Linked DNA regions of Mus musculus: all the other regions are linked to region 2. The links are chromatin contacts, called in public HiChIP or PLAC-seq and promoter capture Hi-C maps. All regions are on one chromosome and are shown on one strand. Each heading gives the region's core, a stretch centred on a gene start, on an enhancer-like site or on the middle of the called end of the contact. The rest is flanking DNA. Distances are from core to core; before and after follow the strand shown.

Region 1 (3,225 bases), core at 120-2,619, 3.0 Mb before region 2:
AACTGGACCTCAGGGTGGCTGGGTTGGGGAGGTGGGTGGAGCCTCTGGTACCACACAGTGCACTCGTCCTGCTCTTCTGCCAATGGCTCTGCCAGGCTACACAGTGGCCCTGCGTTCTTCCTTGGCTCCAGGAATGGAGGTTTAAGGAAAGTATTTGCATATGAGAGCGACATGTTAATCATTGATTTTTGATCCTGTCCCAAACGATGGTCCTGATTTGGATGGTACCCACTAGGGGTTGAACAAGCAAGTCTCTCTAGTGTCAGGTTTAGGAAAGACACAGACTACAATGATAAACCTCCGTGGGACAACCCAGAGGCACCAAATAAACTCTGCGGAGGTCTTCTGTCTCTCAACGCCTGCCAGCCATGCCATCCCTACCCCAGATCCTGGCAACCTGTCGTGCTCATTGAGTTTAGCAGCCCAAGGACACGCAAGAGGATTGGTTTCTGTATGGGAAATGGGTTTGCTCCACTGAGGAAGCCCAGGGGGAGCAGGGTGGGAAGGGAGCGGGTTCCGAATGAAGGGCTGGAGCTGGACGCGAGGTGCAGCGGCCAAGACCACAGCCCCAGGACCCTCAGCTCGCCCGCGGCCTGCGGGTTCGCTGTCCCCCTCGGGATGCCTTCAGGTGACTGACAGCTGGCTGTGGCGTGCGCCTCGCTGAGCCGGCCTAGGAGAGCGACCACAACCGCAACGCCCGTGCCCGGAGCCCGGACGGGTCCCCTCGGCCTGTAGGGGGCAGCGCGAAGCCCGGGAGGCGATGGCCGCGGGTAAGTGGCGGTGGGCCCGGGGGCCATCAGAAGCCGCCCTGGGCCTCGGCTGAGCCCTGAAGGTGTGGGGGGGGGGGGGGAGACTGACGGGCCTGGGCGGAGCCGGGAACCCCGGAGCCCCGCGCGCCGCGCCTCCGCGTGTCGCCAGCGCCGCGGAGTGGGCGCACGTGTCCCTCGCGCCCCGCCGCCGCGAGCTCGTCGGTGAGCGCGGGGCCGGAGGGGACGCGGCGCTCGTCGGTGAGCGCGGGGCCGGAGGGGACGCGGCGCGCGGCGGTGGGCGCTGGCGCGCGCGCGTTATTTTTGGCGCCCGCAGCGGCGCGTGTGCCGGGGCGTGTTTTCCTTCCCCAGGTGCCGGCAGCGGGGGCGCCGCCGCCCAAGCTGACTCCTCTCTCCTCTCTCTCTCCCCGACCCCGGCAGGACCCCAGAGGTAATTCCGCCTGCACGACGTCCTTCGCGCCGGAGGCGAGCTCGCTGCACGCGCCACATCCCAACCAAAAAGAGAAAGAAAAAAAAAAAAAAGAAAAAAAAAGAAAAGAAAAAGCGGAAGAAGCGGCCGAGGCGGCGGCGGCGGCGAGGAGGAGGGGCCGCGCGCAGCGGCCCGAGGCGGCGGCGGCGGGGACGCGGGGACGCGGCTTTGTGCAGGCGGGTCGTGGGGCGCCCATGGCGGAGTGTGGCCGGGGCGCCGCAGGAGGGGCCCTGCCCACCTCCCCGAGCCCGGCCCTAGGCGCCAAGGGCGCCCTGAAAGCCGGAGCCGGGGAAGGCGGAGGTGGTGGCGGGGGAGGTCGCCTCGGCCACGGGCGGGCGCGCTATGACAGCGGCGGGGTTTCCAACGGAGACTGCAGCCTCGGCGTGTCCGGGGACGAAGCCCGGACCAGCCCTGGCAGGGGACCTCTAGGCGTGGCGCTCGCGCGGACCCCTAGCCCAGCTGCCGGTCCGGTCCCCAGGGACAGCAAACCGGGCGGCCTGCCCCGCCGGAGCAGCATCATCAAGGTAAGTAGGAGACCCGCGCGCGTCCTTGGGCTCGCTTTCCCCGCCCCGGAGAAGCTGTGGCGGAAGGAGGCGATGCAAAATGAGCCCACTGCGAAGGGGAAGCCAGGGTGTAGGGGTGTTTGGAGTGCTGGAGCAGGGATTGGAAAGCTGATGGCATTGGGAAAGAATGGAGAGGTGATCTGAGTGTGCAGGAGTGCTGTGCTCTGACATCCCCAGAGCAACTTGGGGCTGTCACCTCTCTCCAGATTGACTTGGAATTAAATGGCCTTGTACCTGCCTGGGTAGGACAGGCTTTTCAGAGGCAGCTTAGCATGGTGGCACACTCCCTGTAAGGTTTCTATTGTATTTTAAAGGACAGGGATCATGTGAAAATATTTTCTCAAAACCCCAGGCAATGAACATATATTATTTAATAGATTTCTTCTAATCTACTGGGTAATTGGTTGCCCCTTGCAAGTGATTGTATTTGGGGAATGTAAATACCTCTCCTTCAGTTACTCGGAGAAAGGGAACATAAACACAGATTTCCTCTTTTTTAGCCTCAAAAGCTCTGAGAGAATACAGTTCCGCACAATTTAATTCTTTCCTAGCTGCTATAAGCAGGCCTCTCCAAATTAGCAAGTTTCTTTGGAATGGTTTTTGCTTGTTTTTGTTTTTGTTTGTTTTGTTTTTCATGGTGCTATTTAGAAAGCCACCAGTTGTTTTGTGAATTTTAAATTTCAAGAGGTGACATTAAGAGTTTATGGTGGCTTCCTTCAAACATTGCAGTGTAGTTGCAACATAAAAATATTTCTTGTGACTCGAAGTGAAAAGAGAAAGTTGATAAGCTACGAAAAGTAGAACCTTGAGCCAGATCAGCCCATTTGGCTTGTTCAAATATGGAGCAAATATGGAATGTTGCTTTTTGAGACATGAAGGAGTTTTTAGGACAGGCCAGTGAGTACTGTCTGGTGCTAACTCATCCTGTTTGTGGCTGACAACCCTTAGGAGACAGGTCAGAATGTGCCAACAGCACAGAGTTGACACTGGTGGTATTTGAAATTCAGAAATGCTCAAGTACTGTGAAGGTGCCTCTGGGTTATCATCATCTGCAGCCATCTAGTGTAACAGACCACTTTGGTGCTGTGTAAGAGGCTGTTGTGAAACTGCATCTAGCCTTGTCATCTGCTTGCTCAGGTTTTGTGTGGACAGGGCACAGTTGAAGGGCTTAAAGATCAAGTGCATTGCCTGTCTCTAAAGATCAAGTGTATGGTCTAACTTTTAAACCAAGAAAAGCGGTGTCCGTTTTTTCCTGCTTGTGTAGCTCTTAGTGATGGATATATCTTCTCCTTCTAGTATGTGGTTTGTTTCCAGGAAAGTTGTCTTCGAGTATATATGATTATTGATCCTATTTGCAGAGCTATGCAACATTCCTGTTTTTATTGGTTAAATATTTGTGGTGAATTTGCATTGTGATATTAATAAC
Region 2 (2,972 bases), core at 121-2,620:
GGAGAGAGGGAGAGGGAGAGGGAGGGAGAGAGAGAGAGAGAGAGAGAGAGAGAGAGAGAGAGAGAGAGAGAGTCAAATAGTAGGGTTACATGGGAATGAGAAACTAGAAGAGGGAAGCTCATGACTTGGAGAAGTTTAGGGTAGGAAGTGGGGTGAGAAGAGCCACAGGTACTGAGTAAATCAGAAGGCTAGCCTTGTGTTTTGGTATGCTAATAGGCACCACAGAACCTTTCTGACAGAGACAAGGAATGACTCTTTTGATAGAAACCAGTGCCAGAATTTAGGGGAGTGGAGTATTTGGACCTATGCGGATCAAGGGAACGTCTTAAATAGGTGTGCTGTGGGCAGCCATAAACATCTTGGGCTGCTGTTCATTGGAATCTTAAGAACTAGTGTTATGGAGCCGGCTGCAGGCTAGACTATATCTAACCTGTGATCGTGGCCAAATTATTTGCCTCCCTCATTCATTCCACAAACATGCCAGGACTCTGTGTGCTTATCAACTGTGCTTATCAATGGGTGTGTGTGTGTGTGTGAGAGAGAGAGAGAGAGAGAGAGAGAGAGAGAGAGAGATCACTCCAAAATGTTTACTACTTAGTTCAATGGGGAATTCCAAATAAACGCTAATTATTAGGATTTCCTCCTTTTCACTCAAAAAACAAACAAAACAAAACAAAAAACCACACACACAGGTAAACTCTCAATAAAAGCAAGTTATTCTTTTGAGGTTTGCTGTCTAAAGGCAGCTTTTGAATTTAAGGGTCTTAATTCTCTCCGAGATCACAGACACGCCCATTCTCGGAAAAGCAGGGCATTTCCAGAGCCACAGGAGCCCTCGCTCGCCTAAACCCCTTTACTGAGCTGCTGAAGTGGTGTGAGAGGCCTGTGAGTGAACCATCAGACCGAAAATCGCCGCAATGGGAAGACAACCCAGGCTGACAATGGCAGTGGGGACCCTGTCAGCTCCGATGAGACCCATAAAACGCAGGTCTGGCCCACGCCTCTCGGGTTCCCAACCCGCCGGCTTAGAGCGCCGCCACCCAGATAACAATGGTGGTACTGAGGGTGGAGCCCCGGGGAGGAGGAAGGCAGAGCAAGGAAGTGAGTAGGTCTGGCCCCAGGGAATTGGAGAAGACACGTGACGCAACCCCACGCCCCCCTCTTCATTCCTGACGCTCCTGCCTCGCCTTGCAGCCGGAGCCCAAAGATGTCGGTTCAGATCAAGGAGGCGTTAGAGAGGGCCGAACTATTCTCCCTTAGCGCACCCGGGGATGTCACGTGACTTCGGCCCCGCCCCCTTAGGAAGCCGCTGCCGGCCTCCTGGGAGGGGCAGCGGCGGAAATGACGTCACGGCGTTCTTCGCTGCGTGCGGCTACGTGGCGGAGCCGGCGGAAGCAGTTCCTGCGCTGGAGCCCGAGTGTTTGTGTTTTGGTTCGTGAGGAGCCGGGGCGGTCTGAGGGGAGGAGACCGAGGGAGGAGGAGGAGGAGAACGACGACGACGAGGAAGAAGTCCTCGGAACTCGAGCGCGGCGACTCTGGAGGAGGAGGAGAAAGGAAGGCGGAACGGAGAGGCGGAGACGCAGCCCGGCAGGGGCGGCGGCACGGCGGGCGGCGCTCAGAGTCCCGCGCCGGCCAGGGTGAGAAGAAGGAGCGAGCAGGCGACGCCGCCGCTGCAGCCGCGGCGCATCCGATCTCCGGGCCGGGCCGGGCCGTGCGTGGCCTCGCTGCCGGGAGACGCGGCCCAGGTAAGCCGCCGTCGGGGCGGGTCCCTGTGGTCCCGGGCCGGGCTTGGGGCCTCCAAGCCGCCGCGGGCCCTCAGCGCTTAGTGACTCATTCTTCTAGCAGCTTCGGGGCCTGGGACGTGGGGAATCCTCTGAGGGAGCGGCGGGTGGCACCCTCTTCCCTTCACAAGATGGCGCCGTGGGAAGAGCCTGGGGCCCTGGCGGTCTCCAGCCCGGTCTTTGGGGCTCTGTCCCGGCTACTGAGCCGGATCGCATCCGGGGTGACGGGGGTGGCTCAGGAGCGCGCCCACCAGGCCCAGCGGAGCTCCTGGCCCCGGCACCCCGGTTTGATTTCTCGGCTTCTTCCAGACAGGAACCCAGGCCTCCAGCAGGTGGGGATTGGGGAGCTCCGCCTACCTCTGACCGGCTTGGCCGGGCTGTGCGAGTAGTGGGATCCTCTGGTCCCTTCCGTGGGAGGTGGGAAGCCCGGGCCAAGGTGCGAGCAGGTTAACATCCTAACGCCTCCAGAAGTTTAAAGCTTTGACTGTCACTCTTGGCATATTAGTTTTTGCCTCGCCGAAATGGATTTAAAGTTCTGAATCAGTTGCCTTGCACGTAACTAATTAAAAAAAAAAAAACTGTTACATCTTCCAGAATATTGAGGTCTGCCCAGAATCGTTCTTAATGTAAAATTTGAACCCGTGGGGTTGTGAACAAAGTAGGCAGCACAACAGTGCCTGGCACAATTTAAGGGCTCAGTGCAATTTTTTTAATCAAAGACTTCCTAACTGTATAAAAAAACTATTTTAAAGATTGGAGATGCATATTATGCAAAAGTTTTCTTTGACGGAATAAAAGTACAAGTTATAAGTGCAGAACCTCTGTGCACTGAGCAGTAGCTTCACTGAACACCCCCAGCCCTCGCACTTAACATTAATACCATGTTCAACCTGTGTAGGTTTATACTTGGGCTTATTTCCGTTTGAGGTCTTTGGAAGTAAAAGATTTAGTAGCTTTGCACTTTAAAAGACACTGACTGTGAAGGCACCCCGCCTGTCATCCCAGCACTCTGGAAGCTGAGGTAGGTAGGATCAGGAGTCCAGGCCATCCGTAACCTATCCTGTGCTTGCCTAGGCGACAAGTCCCTGTCCCTCAAAAATGTGATCGGGATGTGGGGCAGGAAACAGTTTTTAAAAACTAAGTACAAAATTTTGTTTGTATTTTCTGTGAGAATCGATGTTTTCCCTGAGA
Region 3 (3,147 bases), core at 423-2,922, 2.6 Mb after region 2:
TCTAGCATGCAAAACACCCAGATTCCATCCCCACCACCACATAAGCCTTTGGGAAATAAAGTCAGGAGATCAAAAGTTCAAATTTAGCCTTGGGTACATAGCTATTCAGAAAGTAGTCTGGGCTAAGACCCAGTCATAAAAATAAACAACTACTAAGATCAGTATACATTTAAGTAAAGTAAATATGGCTAGTGAAATGGCTCATCGAGTGAATTACTTTCCCCGTAAGCCTCAGGTGAAAAAAAAATGAGTGGTGGGCTCCACAAAGCTGTCCTCTGATTTCTACACACGCTGTAGCATGTGCGTGCATGCCCACACATAGCACGCAGATTTGTTTTGTTTTGTTTTGTTTTTGTTTTTCGAGGCAGGGTTTCTCTGTATAGCCTTGGCTGTCCTGGAACTCACTCTGTAGACCGGGCTGGCTTCGAACTCAGAAATCTGCCTGCCTCTGCCTCCCAAGTGCTGGGATTAAAGGCGTGAGCCACCACTGCCCGGCAGCACACAGATTTTTAAGGCAGGGCACGGTGGCACACATGTTTGATCCAGAGCTGGGGAGACAGAGGCAAGAGTACATCTGTGAGTTCGAAGCCAGTCTGGTCTATATAAGGAGTTGTCCCCACCCCCCACTCACCAGTGAGGACAGCAGAGTGAGACCCTGTCTCCAAATAAAATTAAGAATAATTAAAATGGCTGGGCAGTGATGGCGCACGCCTTTAATCCCAGCACTTGGGAGGCAGAGGCAGGCGGATTTCTGAGGTCCAGGCCAGCCTGGTCCACAGAGTGAGTTCCAGGACAGCCAGGGCTACACAGAGAAACCCTGTCTCAAAAAAACAACAACAAAAAGAATAATTAAAATGCAAAATGTCAAAGTATAAAGGTGCTGTAAGTATAAAGTGAAAATATGTAATGTATTATAGACAACAAAAAAAGAAAAAAATTTTAAATAATGAAAGTAAACAAGTGAGCTCTGTCCCGCCCCCTTCTCAGCCCTGACCTTTCTTGATCACCGCCCCTTCCTCTGCCAACTCCTGGCGGGAGTTTGCTGAGTTCTGTGGAACTTGTCTTCATGTCCAGCCATTGGTCGAGCTATAGCCAATGGGCTTCATAGTTGCACTGATGCCCTTTTGGAAGGCTGTCGTTAATCCGTCTTCTACGCTGATTGGTTGTTTATATTTCGTCTGGCCGAGTCCAAAGGCCTGTTCAGTACTGTTATGTATGTTCCGGCCTCGCTAGGCCCCGCCCCATCACTGCTTGTCATTAGTTTCAGTCTTCCTTTCACCCACAGGCCACTGCCTCATGCAGCTCTTAAGCCACGCCCCTGTCAAGCCCCTGTCCGTTTTGCGTCTAATTCGTCTAATGCCCTTCACCCCGCCCCACATCCTGACTGCGAGCCACGCCCCTGAGCGATCCCCAACCTAAGCCCCGCCCATCATTCCTCTCTAGGCTCCACCCAGTAGCCGCTTAAACCTTTCGTCTTTTACCTCCGACACCCTCCGCCCCACCCACTGGCTCCTAGTCCACGCCCTTGGCTTCTGCTCCGTTATCCAATCCCGTTAACTAGCTCTGATCCAACCCCTCCCTTTATTGGCCCGCGCGCGTCTCTGTGGTCATGAGCGACGGCGACGGCGGCCCCTAGCCAAGGGAGGGCGGGACTTCCGGTCGTGCTGAACCCAATAAGTAGACGCCGGCCGGCGGCCCGTGCGGACGCCTCCGCCCCTCAGGCGTCCGACTCCCGCCTCTGACTTCGCCTCTCACCGCCGTTGCTGCTTCCCGCGGCCTGGGCCTCCGCCGACAGCATGCCGCACGCCTTCAAGCCCGGGGACTTGGTGTTTGCCAAGATGAAGGGCTACCCGCACTGGCCGGCCCGGGTGAGGCCGCGCGTGGAGTGGACGGGCCCGGCGGAGTTGGCGGCCCCGAGCAGAGGGGCCGCGGGCGGGCGGGCGGGCGGGCGCGCGCGGGGAGGCTGGAATGGAGGCTGAGGAGAGGTTGGGGCTGCTGGCTCAGGTGACTGCACTGTGGTTTTCTGGAGTTGAGGAATCTCCTTCCTCCGGGACCACAGTGCCTGGGGTCTGGTGCGTCTTCGGGGAGGTCCCTGGTCTGAGGGACTTGTGTTCCGCTGTTCCGGATCCTGGCTCTGACCCGTGGTCCTTTGGAATTGAGGTGTGGCAATGTTTTGGTCTGAGTAACCTGCATGGTGAGGTCCTGAGTCTCAGAGACCCACAGTCCTGCAGAGAACGGCCGTGGTGCTAGCCTTGACCTCCTCCGGAACCTGTGTCACTTGGTTTGGTGTCCAGGGCCTGAGAGACCAATGTACCAGAGGTCAGAAATGCGTTTAGGGGATCCCAGGGTCGTGGAGCCTGAGGGATGTAGTGGGGCTCAAAGGGTACATGGGCACGTTGGGATTGGAGTGGAAGGGTCAAATGATGGGAAGAGTCTCTTCCAGAGAGGCTGCGCGTGATGGATGGGGGAGCGGGATACAGCGGAAGGAAAGGGACCTTATCTCTATGACCTAAATGAGGGCAAGGGTTGGAAGAAAGCTTTTCTGGGGACCTGGAGTCCGGCCCTTAAAGGGATTCAGTGGGCTGTATGTAGCTTACCTGAGAACAGGCAGCTTCAAGCTGGAGGTAGGAGGCTTTGAGGTTTCCTGTTTGAGAAAGCTGGAGTCAAGCAGTGTAGATTTTTAGAGCCTGGGTGCGCAGGTGGTAGAATTCTGGCCCTGGCAAAAATTGGCACATACACGGAGACCCAAAGGCTTCTGCTGCCCCCAGGACTTGGGACAGAGATCACTCCAGGGCTGAAGTTAGCTGCATCCATGTGTCAGGACTGAAGGAATTTTTGTTGTGCAGATGGTGGCTAGCGTTGCAAGTCCTGGTGCACATGTTCAGTTGCATAGAAACAGAGTTTTGTTGCCTCTAGGTCTTAGTACAGAGGCTAGATTGGCTGTGTCTGCATGGGGGTGGGAATGGAAGACCATACGGCAGGGAGTTACCATGGGGATGCCAAAGAGCAAGCTCAACAGGAACCAGCCCAGGAGGTAACTCCTAGAGGTCAGGACCAGAGGGCCCCATAAGTTCCTGAGGTGTGGGACCGTTGGGAGAAGCAGCCTGGCAGGGCTCGGCAGGGCAGGTTTGAGGATGCTTCTGCATC
Region 4 (3,173 bases), core at 128-2,627, 2.6 Mb after region 2:
ACAACAAGGGTTTTCTCAAGCAGAAACCTGACAGAGCTGAGGGAACAGGCTCACTTGAGCCCAGGAGTTCAAGGCAAATATAAAACCTTCAACACACAAAGGTATCCTGTCATCCCAGCGCCTGAGAGGCAGGAAGATGGAAAATTCTGGGCCAGCCTGGACTACGAGCAAAACTTGGCCTCAAAAAACCCCCCAAAAGTTCCAGAGGGACATTACACTATAGGATGTCTGAAAGGAGCGCCTGCCTGCCTGGGGTAGGGTTCTCAATGTTTATACAACGGAGGCCAGGATGCCCACCCTACAGAACTCCTGAATGTCAACACAACCAGAAAGGAGAATTTCAGTTCAGAGTCATGATCGGATCGATTAAACACTAAACCCAAACCACCAAGTACCTATAGGAATCTATAGTATGGTACAGCCAACAAAAACGTATCTTTCAAAGAAGCATACATATGTTTTAGAAATAGGGACACAAACCTGACACATTTTGTAAACTGCAGAAGCCTGGAAAATTACTTTTCACTGTCTCTTTTCAACTTGCCACAGTGTCTACCAAGAGATTTTTCTTTCATTTTTGAGACAGGGTCTCCTTATGTTACGTAACCCTGGCTGGCCTCAAACTCAGAGATCTGCTTACCTGACTGCCTCAAGTGTGCAGGGATTAATGATGTATAACACCCAGTGAGCGAGAATGTTTGTTTTTGGTTTTTTAGGTTTTTTTTTTTTCAATCCGTCTTACAGACACCGGAGAGGGAAAAGAAGAATGGGACACTGATTATTTTTTAAGCCCTGTGTGGACTTGGTTTTTTTGGATATCAACCTAGACAAACATTTTCTGTGGCCTGAGGCTATGTGGTGAGAGTCTCGGAAGCATAGCCTGGAGACTTTGGGGGGGGGGGGGCTTGCCTTCCATGCTGCGATCCCAGGAATCGAACTTACGTTGTAAAGCCTGGCGGCAAGCCCCTCTCAATGAAGCCCTTTCGCCGGCCCTCCAGAGCTTTCTGAAAGCCGCCTAGACGCGCACACCCGGTGTCCCTCTTCAAAGCACGGGGACCCGGTCTCCCCTTCCCCGCTAGCCCAAGGGAAGCCAGCTCGGCTCGTCTGCGGTCCCCAAAGGCAGGCCCGAGACCAGATCGCCTGGCCTCGCCTCACCTGGCTCGCCTTGTAGAACTGCTTCTTCAGCCCCGCCACCGACATGCCGCCTGCCGCCGTCAGGCCTCCCGCTCGAACTCCGGTTTCCGCCGGCGCCGCCGAACCGACTTCTTTCCTCCGCGCGCAGGTCGGCGCCGCCACCGCCAAATCAGCTTGCCAGCTCTGCGCCCCCGCCCCGAAGCCACCTCGGCCGGCTAGCGCGCACGCGCGGCCGGGATATTACATGGCAACCGCACACTTCCGGTGACGCCCCCATATCGCCTCACCCCACCCTACAACGGCATCTGCGCGCGCTCCGCCTCTCTGCGCGTGCGCGCCCCCTGGAGGACAGAAAGAGCATTGCCGGGGGAGGAACGGCGGAAACCCTCCCACACCAACGAGATGAGGGGGCGCCTAGAGAGGCCAGAAATCTGTGTACGTGCGCGTGTACGCATGATGCAGCTCCCTCTAGAGTCCAGGAGTAGATATAAAGCCAAAAGTCAGTTTTAATTAATTAATATTTTATTTGTGCGTGGAGAAAGCGGAGCGGAATTTGCCAGCGAGAGTGTAATAAAGACAAAGCGAGGTAAAATGGAATATCTTAGGGGCTAGAGGAACGGTTGGTTCTCCAGGTAAAAGTGCTTGCTGCCCTGGCTGACATCGGGAGTTCAGTTCCTCGCATCCACATCAGGCTGCTTGCTCATAGCTAGCTGTCTGTAACTCCAGCTCCGGGTCACAGCCCTTTCCTGGCCTCCTTCAACTGCTCTCAAGTACACCGGGTCACATATATACCCATAACTTAAAAATTAATATGAGGTATGCCAGTGGTGATGCATGTACGCCTTTAATCCCGGCAGAGGCCCAAATGCTAACACGCCACCAGCCTTCTCTCTGGGGTCCTTCCTTCAGTGTCTCCCTTCTAATAAATCGCTGAGGATACAACTAGAAAAGAGAGTCCTTTATTTCCTTCTTCATAACTTTATTTCAGAGCAGATATTGCATAACCCAGGCTAAGCCTCAAACTTACTGTATAACCAAGGATGACCTTGAACTCCTGTCCAAGCTCCTCCACGTCCCAAGTGCTAAATCACAGGTGTGCACCAATGAGCCCCACTAGAAACATATTTTCAAAATAGTTCGCTCAGACTGTAGCTATCTCCTATTTCGAGTTCCATTGGTTCATTCCTGTCATGTACCAGCTATAGGACATCATTGCTTTTTTGCGCATTAGCCCTGCAGTGAGCTTCCTCTCATCATTAAGACAGAAAGAGGACTCTAATTGAATGATATCTGTGATGGCTTGTATATGCTCAGACCAGGGAGTGGCACTATTAGAAGTTGTGCCCCTGCTGGAGTAGGTGTGTCACTGTGGGTGTGAGCTTTAAGACCCTCATCCTAGCTGCCTGGAAGCCAGTATTCTGCTAGCAGCCCTCAGATGAAGATGTAGAACTCTCAGCTCCACCTTCACCATGTCTGCCTGGATATTGCTATGTTCCCGCCTGGATGATAATGAACTGAATCTCTGAACCTGTAAGCCAGTCCCAATTAAACATTGTTTTTTTTTTTTTAGATTTATTTTATTATTATATCTAAGTACACTGTAGCTGTCTTCAGACACACCAGAAGAGGGCATCAGATCTTATTAAGGATGGTTGTGAGCTACCATGTGGTTGCTGGGATTTGAACTCATGACCTTTGGAAGAGCAATCAGTGCTCTTACCCGCTGAGCCATCTCTCCAGCCCCCTAAACGTTGTTCTTATAAGAGTTGCCTTGGTCATGATGTCTGTTCACATTAGTAAAACCCTAACTAAGACAATATCTCTTCAATGAAGTCTCCCCAGGTTGACATATGTACCTTAACCCTTCTATCAACTGTTACAAATTTCAAAAACTATATAGAATATGCCAGGTGTGGCAATGCACACACCTTTAACCCAAGCCCCTGAGAAGCAGAGCAGATGGGTCTCCGAGTTTGCGGCCAGTCTGGACTACATAACCAGTTACAGACCAGGCAAGCATGACCTGGAGATTAATAATG
Region 5 (2,888 bases), core at 112-2,611, 2.8 Mb after region 2:
ATGTACAACCACTGCCCAACAACAGGAGGATTCTTGAACCCAAGAGATCAGGGTCCACTTAGGTAAGTTCCAGGTCAGCCTGGTCAGCATAGTGATACACCCTGTCTTAAGATACAAATAACACAGCTGGGCGTGGTGGCGCACGCCTTTAATCCCAGTACTCAGGAGGCAGAGGCAGGTAGATTTCTGAGTTCAAGGCTAGCCTGGTCTACAAAGTGAGTTCCAGGACAGCCAGGGCTACACAGAGAAACCCTGCCTCAAAAACCAAAAAAAAAAAAAAAAAAAAAAAAAGATACAAATAACACAAATGACACAAAAATAAAGGTAGTTATTTTTAAGAGAGAGGGAAGAGGAAAGGGGAGAGTAAGGAGAGAGAGAGAAAGAAGGAGGGAAGGAGAAGGGGAGGGGGAGGGGAGAGTTAGGAAGAGGGAGGAGATGTGCTCAGTGGGTAAAGCACTCATCCAGCATGCCAGTCTGGCAATGGTGGCTCAGGCCTTTAATCCTAGCACTTGGGAGGCAGAGGCAGGTGGATTTCGAGTTCAAGGCCAGCCTGGTCTACAGAGTGAGTTCCAGGACAGCCAGGGCTACACAGAGAAACCCTGTCTCAAAAAAAAAAAAAAAAAAAAAAGCATCCAGCATGCCTAAGAGACTGTGTGATATCCCCAGAACAGCAGAAACCAGGATGGGTGGATGGTGAGTGGATGGGGTAAATAGGCCTCTTTCTTTCTTCCCTGGCCTTCTCTCCCTGGCAGAACTTAGTCTCTGGCACAGGGGGGCCCTCCTCCAGGCTCTGCTGACTGTCAGCTCTGGAACTCAGGGACTTTGTACTGCCAGGGTGACCTTGCATGTATCCAGGGGCCGGAAATAGTTGACTGTAGAAGGTGCAGCAAGCCAGTCCCCACAGGTAGTAGTAGATGGTGTCTGTGTTAGTCTGGGGCAGGAATTTTGACAGGGAACATTGAGGTAGAGAAAGCAGATCTGATCAGGAAATAGCGACAACGGGAGGGATTGAGGGTGGAGAGGGTTGAGGATTCGCTGTTGGGGCTGGAGAAGACCTGGGACTTAGAAGATCTAGCCATGGAGGTTGGGGGGGGGGGGGGGTAACTAGGAACTGAGCGAGCACCCAGGGTCACAGGGCTGGTTTGGGAGTTAGGAGTTGGATTGCGGATCTGAGTATCCATGGGAAAGAACTTGAGGAACCTGGCAGCCTGCAGGTGGCCGGCCCAGCATCTATTCCCGACCCTATGCCCGCCGGCCCGCCGTCCTGTTCCCTCTGCCTTCATCCTACCTGGCTGTAGGGGTCTTGAGCTGGTAGATCTCCCGGTCCCTGGTGGCTGCTGGAGGAGGAGGAGAGAGAAGGGAGGAGGGAGCGTTCGGTTCCGCCCCTTCCTCCCTTCCGGGTCTGGGGGGGGGGGTAGGGGGGGGATGAAGTCAGCGTGTAATCTTATCTAGCTGAGCCAAGCCCTGCCCTCCCGCCCAGTGTCCTGGCGCCACGTGGAACTAGGCAGGACTTGTACTTTGTGAGGCCAGAGCTGGGGAAAGGAAGAAGGAACCCTCCGCCCACAGAGAACTTTAAGCTGTTAGCCAAAGAGCTCAGCTAGTGACATACTCTGGGGATTCGCAAAGCACCATGTGGCTAAGTGCACTGGGAACCTGATGACTCACACTTGTCAGTCCAGCATCACACAGAAAACTAAAGCAGAGAGATTGCCCAGAGTTCCAAGGAAGCCTGACCCACAGAGTGAGACCTCCATCTCAAAAATAAGTTCATACAAGATAAGTAAACAGAAGTGCTGGAGGCCACAAGGTTTTATACAACTGTTAGGTTGTAAATATTTTTAATTCTTTACTTGATTTTACTTGGTGTTGTGTGTATGTATGTGCATGCAGGCATGTATGAATGTAGGTCAAAGAACCGCAAGTACCATTACTTGCTGAGCCGTCACAGAGACACAACACAAAGATTTGTCGGAGATTTCTGGGTATTTACTTTTGAGAAACGGTCTGTGTATGCATACTGGGACTTGGGGCTATCCTCCTAGCTCAGCTAGATGGTGAGATTACAGGCATACTTTAAAGCTTTATTTATTTATTTTACGTATGAGTACACTCTGGCTCTCTTCAGATACACCAGAAGAGGGCATCAGATCTCATTACAGTCGGTTGTGAGCCACATCTGATGGATGTGGTTGCTAGGGGTTGAACTCGGGGACCTCTGGAAGAGTAGCCAGTGCTCTTAGCCACTGAGCCATCTCTCCAGCCCTATGGCATGTTTTAAAACTGATAAAACTAAATTGTGAAAACAGAAAAGCAGCAGTTCCCAGAGGACTATGACTGGAAGATGAGGTGCACAAAGGAGAACCACCCCACCCTCTTGCTGGGGAGTCTAGGCAGGAGTATCTGCCTCATGCCACTGAACTCAATCTCTCCCAGACTCTGGACACTCATCTCCCCAAAGCAGGTAGCAGACGGACTTCTCCACATTTTCATGCTTACATATGCACACGTATTTGTGTAAGTTGGAGGTTGACATCAAGTGTTTGCTCTTGGTCACATCTTTAGGAGACAGTTTCCTGAGTCCAGCCATCTCAGAAACAAGTTCTATCTTGCTGGCAGGGTCAAGACTGAGTTCATGTTCCCAGGCCCCAGAATACAACTCCTATCCTGCTTCTTAGATCTTTCATGTTTGTCTGTTAGCCAGTGAAGGCTGTAAGGAAGGAAGATGCTGTTCTCCAGTTATCCAAACTAAAGCACACAAGTCGTTAGTGTGTCCCTGCCTTGATTTAACTGACTACTGCGGCTCACCCACTCCTTTGGTCCTTCACCACACTAGATTCCAGGTCAGAGTCCAGGAGGGGACTAGGCTGTAAAAGCTGACTCAAGGACCC
Region 6 (3,030 bases), core at 181-2,680, 2.7 Mb after region 2:
GACCTTAGAAGAACAAATGTGGTGTTGTTAAGGTGGGCAGATGGGAAGGGCTGGCAAGAATGAAGGGGTTGGTGAAAATGGGGTCTGGCAAGGATGAAGGGGTTGGCGGAAGATGAGGGGCTGGCAAGGATGGAGTGGTTGGTGTGAACTGGGGAACCAGTGAGGATGAAGGGGCCGGTGAAGATGGAGGGGCCGGTGATGTGTGTGGCTTCTTCTCACTCACTTTCCATGCGGGCGGGAGTCTCCGCCTGTGCCTAACCCTATCTACCTGGTTCGACTCTAACTGAGCCTCCCAGCCCCTCGGGGCTGCCAACATGCCCTGGGTTGTACTTGGAAGAGACGTGTCCCTCAGTGTGCGGTCTCCCTGGGACCCAGCAGGGAACTGGCGACTGTGGTCCACACCTCCTGGGCACCAGTCCCAACTCTTCGAAAGCAGGTTGGTGATTGCCCTGGGGGCTCCCGAGGGAGCCTGGGTAACAGGCAGCAAAAAGGCCGCTGAGGTCAAAGGCTGGGCAAAATCGTGGATGGGGAGGGGATGGATGGGCCTAAGGCCGAGATCCTAAGGGTGGGGCTCAAGATGCAGGGAATGAATGCTGGAAGCTGAGGGGGTTCAAGCTAATCCGGGGAGGAAAGGGATGAGACAGAGGATATGATTTTAGTCTGGGAGGGTATCAAGCTTGGCATGCGACAATGTGGAAACTGAGGCAGAGGATAAGGGCTGAGTGAAGGATCAGGCTTGGGGAGTGACCAGTCTTGGAAGAGTCAGGCTGGTAGGGTCATTTGGAGAGGTTCATGCTGCGGGTTTCAAGCTTTGGGGTATGAAGCTTTAGGATTTCAGGTTTGAGAGGAGGGTCAACCTGGACTATCAGGCCTTGAGGGAACAAGTTGGACGGATCAAGTTTTGGGGATCAGGCTTGAGGGATCAAGCTGGGAGGGGAATCAGGCTTGCGGGGATCCGGCTTTAGAAGATCAAGATGGAAGAGGATGAGGCTTGAGGGGATCAGGTTGGGAAGGATGAGGCCGGGAGGGAGGGTTTGGCAGAGACGAGGCTGGCGGAGGCTGGCGGAGGCTGCGCGGACGCCGGGCTGAGCCGCGCTCTGCGATGAAGCTGGCGGCTGCGTCTCCGCAGCGGTGCGGCAGCAGCTCTTGGGCGCGGCCCGGAACCGGCGAAGCGCGGCGACCAGAGCGGCGGGGACGACGAGGACAGGGCGCGCGGCGCCGAGGCGGGCGGACGGCGCCGGCCGGGGCGGGAGGCGGCGAGCCGGGGCCGGACGCTGCTCACCCGAGCGTGGCGCGGAGGACAAGCTGAGCAGGGCGTCCCCGGGGCCGGCGGCGCCTCACACGCGACGCTCCATGCCCAAGACGAGGGCCCGGAAGTGGCGGGCGCGGGGGGACAGCGAAGGCGGCGGACACCGGGGGGACCCGCCAGCTGCGCCTCCTTTGACCCGGAAGTTGAGCTGCAGAAGCAGAGGCTTTTGATTGGGTAACGTCAGGGCAGAACCAACGTCCGTGAAACTCTAGGGGACAATGCTCAGGAGCGTCTTAGGGCTGAAGGCAAGGCTGGTGGCCCCTTGCTGTCTGGGAGAGGACTGCGGGATGGACACCCCTGCTCCAGTTCTGCTGGCCAGCTCGACCCTGCAGTGACCTATTAAAAATATCTAAGAAAGCTGAGATATTGGTAGAATAGTGGTTAGGAAAGCTGCCTTCCAAAAGGTGGCCCCGGGTTCTAGTCCCAGATTGCTTACGCCGCTCATCCCAGCGCTCGGAAACTCTCCACTTAATCAGGCTAGCTTTGAACTCTAAGATCTGCCTGCTCTGTCTAGATCTCGCCCACACCATGTTTTACTTTGTTTTTTGTTTTTCGAGACGGGGTTTCTCAGTATAGCCCTGGCTGTCCTGGAACTCACTCTGTAGACCAGGCTGGCCTCGAACTCAGAAATCCGCCTGCCTCTGCCACCTGCCTCTGCATTAAAGGTGTGCGCCACCACGCCCGGCTCATGTTTTACTTCTTATCTGTGCATTGTGTCTGAGCCACGCGAGTGTGACAGAAGAGGACAATGGGTTTCTTTCCTTTTAATTTTTTTAAATTTATTATTATATCTAAGTACACCTAAGTACACTGTAGCAGTCTTCAGATTCGAGGGCGTCAGATCTCATTAAAGGTGGTTGTGAGCCACCATGTGGTTGCTGGGATTTGAACTCAGGACCTTCAGAAGAGCAGTCAGTGCTCTTAACCACTGAGCCATCTCTCCAGACCCACAATGGATTTCTTGTAACTGGAGTTAAGGCCACATGAGTGCTGGGACATGGACTCCCCTCCTCGCAGAGCCACCTCTCTCAAGCCTCTAAAGAGCTTTTGTAAATAAAGACACACTCCCCAAAAGTTATCCTAACAGGGTTCCTGCAGAAGGGCATCCATTGTTTGGTGAGTGACATTTAGTGAGCATCCTCCATTGTTGTTGAAGTGTCCCCACTTAGCTTCCTAGCTAGTTAACTTTTTGACCGGAAATCCTGAGAGCTACATTTTTAACATGATGTTGCAACCCTGTTCCCTTTCCAGGAACCCTCCCTGGAGACACCATTTGTTACACAATTACAGGACGTGGCTGAGGGCCTGGCGGCTCTCCTGGTCTTCCCCAGTTCCAGCCATCCTCTTCTCTCTCCTGACCCCTTTCTTTTCACACCCATTTTGGGGAAGAGTCTCATGTAGCTAAAATTTATCTTGAACTCCTGCCTCTTCCTCCCCAGTGCTGGGGTGACTGTACACCACCATGCCTGGTTAATGAGAAGCTGGGGATTGGGACTGAGCCTAAGCCCCAGCATCTGCTTGAACTTGAAGATGAACTTATGTGATGGGGGAGGGAGGGAGGAGGTCCTCTGGGGTCAAGGGTCAGCTCCAGCACTCAGAGGTGGAGACCTTTGACATGAACATGTACTACTAAAGACAGAAAGAGGGTGTCTTAGGGTTTCTATTCCTGCACAAACATCATGAGCAAGAAGCAAGTTGGGGAGGAAAGGGTTTATTCAGCT
Region 7 (3,039 bases), core at 466-2,965, 2.7 Mb after region 2:
CTTGTTCACGGGTGTGTGATATTCCAACTGTTGAGGTGCTGTGTACCCCTGCCCATCCGTGGACACTAAGACACTTCCACTCATTGCTCCTATGGAAAGCTCTGCTCAGAACATGCATGTCCAAGGTTCTGGATACACCAGTATTTCCACTGAATGAACTAACTTGTGTGTGGGACAGGCAGCTAACCTCATAACAGTTCACCTCGATGCCCTGGGTGCTGCTGAGGTATCGGCCCTCTTGCCAGCTTACGGGCTGCCCTGAGGACTGTCCCAGGCTCTGGTGGCTCACTGATTACACATAGACTAAGAGTCAGGGATCAGCACTGTGGGCTGCTGATTCCATTAGGCGGAAGCCAAGGCAACTAGAAGTCCTTCAGGCTCAAGGGACTGGGACTTTAGAGCCTCGGGAGTCTGGCCACTTTCCCTTGACACCAGTCGTGTGACACCCTGAGGAACTTACCTCGTTGGTCCCTCCTTGGGAAGCGTAGGTGAATGTACATGTAAACTTGTTCTGTAGAAGGAGAAATAAAAGGAGGCTGAAGAGCAAAGATCTCAATACTCAGAACCAAGACCCTAGCATACTGGGCATGGTCCTGTATGCACATCATCTCTGGTATCCAGGAGGCTGACGCAGAACTGGGAACTGGGACATAAGCTAGCCTGGGTGACTTAGCAAGGTGCTGTCCCGATGTAAAACAGATCAAAAAGGACTGAGATATACATCAGCCCCTGCCCAGAAGGTCAAGGGTTGAGCCTGTCCAGAATCCAGCAGTGAGGGGTTGGGAGGGTGACTCAGGGGTGGAGTCCCACCTAGAATCCCCTAATGAGGAGCTAGGGATGTGGCTCAGGGGTGGAGCCCCTGCCTAGGGCGGGGCAGAACCCTGGCTCTGCCGATGTGAGACTCTAGGTTCCATCCCTCAGTACACCCTCCAGAGGCCACCAGATCTCTCTCCTCTCAGGAGCTCAGAACTTTGCTCAAATCACTGTGATTTCCTAGGAAGGTCAAATGGCCTTCAGCAATCATCCCTAGAACATCACCTATGAGGTCAGTACTCGGGGCTCCTGTTAGATACAAGCTTGTACTGCTTCCTGCCCACAACACAAACCTGCCAGAAAGCACAGGACTATAGTAATGGTCTCAAGAAATGGTCACTAGGGACACCGCTGTCCCAGAAGCCAAGCTGGGGCGGGCAGAGGCTAGGCTGACTGCTGGCTCGCTGAAAGGAGAGGTGATGGACTCGTGTAAGGCTTGGGGGGTGCTCCCGCTCTAGTCCGGGTTCAGTGAGTAACCCACGTGCGACCTGTATAGCCAGTCCCCTAGATCCGCTGCTCTTATCAACCAGTATTCCCTTTTCTACAATGAGATGGGCAAGGGGAAGTCGCCTTGCAGGTAGGGAGTGACTGACAGAAGACAGACGAGGCAGCCAGGTCCCTTCTTCAGGTAACCCTGCCTCTGCCACTCCACCCGGTCTCCAGGACCACCTGATCGGAAGTCCATAGGCATCGATTCCCGGGCAGGAGGCTTAGCACGTACCCCGGGTCCTACGTCCTGGGAGAACGAATGCACGACCCCTCCGGGCCTCACGTCAAATGGCACGGTGGTGGGCTCGGACACAGCGGCGGCCAATTTCAGCGCTGCGGCCGCCAGGACCACCGCAGTCCAGAAGCCTCCGCTGGGGGCTGCCATCTTGCTTCCGGGGCAATGCGCAGGCGCTCGCGAACGTGGAGTGACACGCGCGGGACACGTCAGCGCCGAACGGTGACAACGTCGCCCCGCCCGATTTGGCTGCCATGGTGGGGCGGGACTCGACTTGGCACGTGATGCACTACAGCGCCTCTGATTGACGCTCGCGGATGCCTGGAGGGCGACTTCGTCTTGGCGCTTGTTTGGGTTGGAGTTTGCAGGTAACTTTTGCCTCCCCCCCGGATATTTTTATATCTCACTTAAATGGGCTCCCGGACTCACTTCAGGACAACATGGGGGTTGACAGTGTTTAATTTTGTTAGATTATCCATTTGTTAATAAATATGGTTTATTTCACTTTTATTTGTCCTATTTTTTTGGTTTTGACGAGACAAGGTCCTGGAAATCTCTCCAGGCTAGCCGGGAACTCAGAGATCTGCCTGACTCTGCCACCTGAGTGCTGAGATTAAGGCGTAGGCCTCCACCACCACCTGTTGATTGTTTTTTGTTTTGTAACATATTTTACATATATGTGTGTGTGTGTGTGTGTGTGTGTGTGTGTGTGTGTGTGTGTGTGTGTGTGTATTAAGGTTTGTTTTTTGTGTTTTTTTTGGTGGGGGGTCTCTGTAGCCCTGGCTGTCCTGGAACTCACTCTGTAGACTAGGTTGGCCTCAAACTCAGAAATCCACCTCCCTCTGCCTCCCAAGTGCTGGGATTAAAGGTGTGCGACACCACTTCCCGGCATATTTTTCAAAAATATTTTATTGTGAGGGCTGCGGTGATGGCTCAGCAATTAAGAGCACTGGCTGTTCTATAGAGGACCAAGATTTGAAGCCCAGCACCCACATGGTGCTTTACAACTTTAACTCCATTTCCAAGAGATCCGATGTCTTCTTCTGGCCTCTGCAGGTACCAGGTATGCATGTGGTACACAGACAGACATGAAAATAATATAATAATAGCAATACTTTAAAAGTGAATTCTTCCGGTTTTGCAGCTTCCTATAGGTCACAGGTGTTGCTATGCTGTTACCGGACCTAGAGCATGCCTGGCCAGCCCTCTGCTGCTGAATAATTTTCCCATCTTTCCACTGGCCAGCGAGATGGAATAGTGAGTAAAGGGCTTGCAGCCATGACTTCAGCCCTGGTCACTAGATGGTGGTAGAACTGACTCCTAAAAGCTGTTCTCACTACATGTGAATTGGGGCAAGCAGCCTTGCACAACAGAAAATAAGTATCTTAAAATTAGACTCTACGGCTAAGTGATCCTCTATCTAGTTACAAGTACCTCATTTCCTCTCAAATGGCTGCTGATGCCACCTTAGCCTGCCCCATCCCAGTCCTCCTGTAGTCCCT

Evidence for each region. Promoter capture Hi-C pulls out the DNA fragments that hold promoters and counts their contacts. HiChIP or PLAC-seq counts read pairs in DNA pulled down with a chosen protein or histone mark.
Region 1: a promoter capture Hi-C map of pre-B cells shows a contact between it and region 2, with 4 times the contacts expected there. The contact joins the promoter of Plcl2 here to the promoter of Rab5a in region 2. A contact is called at or near these places in 3 of 39 promoter capture datasets (cranial neural crest, liver and pre-B cells) and 3 of 115 datasets of contacts at active chromatin or transcription factors (astrocytes, double positive thymocytes and thymic regulatory T cells).
Region 3: a promoter capture Hi-C map of pre-B cells shows a contact between it and region 2, with 5 times the contacts expected there. The contact joins the promoter of Hdgfl2 here to the promoter of Rab5a in region 2. A contact is called at or near these places in 4 of 39 promoter capture datasets (embryonic stem cells, liver, maxillary cranial neural crest and 1 more), 2 of 115 datasets of contacts at active chromatin or transcription factors (astrocytes and extraembryonic endoderm stem cells) and 1 of 9 other capture datasets (liver).
Region 4: a promoter capture Hi-C map of pre-B cells shows a contact between it and region 2, with 5 times the contacts expected there. The contact joins the promoter of Sh3gl1 here to the promoter of Rab5a in region 2. A contact is called at or near these places in 3 of 39 promoter capture datasets (the 3T3-L1 cell line, cranial neural crest and pre-B cells) and 2 of 115 datasets of contacts at active chromatin or transcription factors (extraembryonic endoderm stem cells and stem cell-derived neural progenitor cells).
Region 5: a promoter capture Hi-C map of stem cell-derived epiblast-like cells shows a contact between it and region 2, with 7 times the contacts expected there. The contact joins the promoter of Ticam1 here to the promoter of Rab5a in region 2. A contact is called at or near these places in 2 of 39 promoter capture datasets (cranial neural crest and stem cell-derived epiblast-like cells).
Region 6: an H3K4me3 HiChIP or PLAC-seq map of embryonic stem cells shows a contact between it and region 2, with 6 read pairs. The contact joins the promoter of Dpp9 here to the promoter of Rab5a in region 2. A contact is called at or near these places in 1 of 39 promoter capture datasets (pre-B cells) and 1 of 115 datasets of contacts at active chromatin or transcription factors (embryonic stem cells).
Region 7: a promoter capture Hi-C map of pre-B cells shows a contact between it and region 2, with 3 times the contacts expected there. The contact joins the promoter of Mydgf here to the promoter of Rab5a in region 2. A contact is called at or near these places in 2 of 39 promoter capture datasets (liver and pre-B cells).

What each region holds. Positions count from the first base shown.
Region 1 is chr17:50,508,178-50,511,402 of GRCm38.p6, forward strand. It overlaps Plcl2 (phospholipase C-like 2), which reads left to right and starts at 1,370. Exons shown (of 6, transcript NM_013880.3): 1 at 1,370-1,760. The coding sequence starts at 1,431.
Region 2 is chr17:53,477,864-53,480,835 of GRCm38.p6, forward strand. Rab5a (RAB5A, member RAS oncogene family) reads left to right here and starts at 1,371. Exons shown (of 6, transcript NM_025887.4): 1 at 1,371-1,745.
Region 3 is chr17:56,077,959-56,081,105 of GRCm38.p6, forward strand. It overlaps Hdgfl2 (HDGF like 2), which reads left to right and starts at 1,673. Exons shown (of 16, transcript NM_008233.4): 1 at 1,673-1,868. The coding sequence starts at 1,797. It also overlaps a transcript of Ubxn6 not described here.
Region 4 is chr17:56,035,260-56,038,432 of GRCm38.p6, forward strand. Sh3gl1 (SH3-domain GRB2-like 1) reads right to left here and starts at 1,378. Exons shown (of 10, transcript NM_013664.3): 1 at 1,156-1,378. The coding sequence starts at 1,200.
Region 5 is chr17:56,275,406-56,278,293 of GRCm38.p6, forward strand. Ticam1 (toll-like receptor adaptor molecule 1) reads right to left here and starts at 1,362. Exons shown (of 2, transcript NM_174989.5): 1 at 1,289-1,362.
Region 6 is chr17:56,217,459-56,220,488 of GRCm38.p6, forward strand. Dpp9 (dipeptidylpeptidase 9) reads right to left here and starts at 1,431. Exons shown (of 21, transcript NM_172624.3): 1 at 1,283-1,431; 2 at 1-3.
Region 7 is chr17:56,182,205-56,185,243 of GRCm38.p6, forward strand. Mydgf (myeloid derived growth factor) reads right to left here and starts at 1,716. Exons shown (of 6, transcript NM_080837.2): 1 at 1,535-1,716; 2 at 461-511. The coding sequence starts at 1,687. It also overlaps a transcript of Tnfaip8l1 not described here.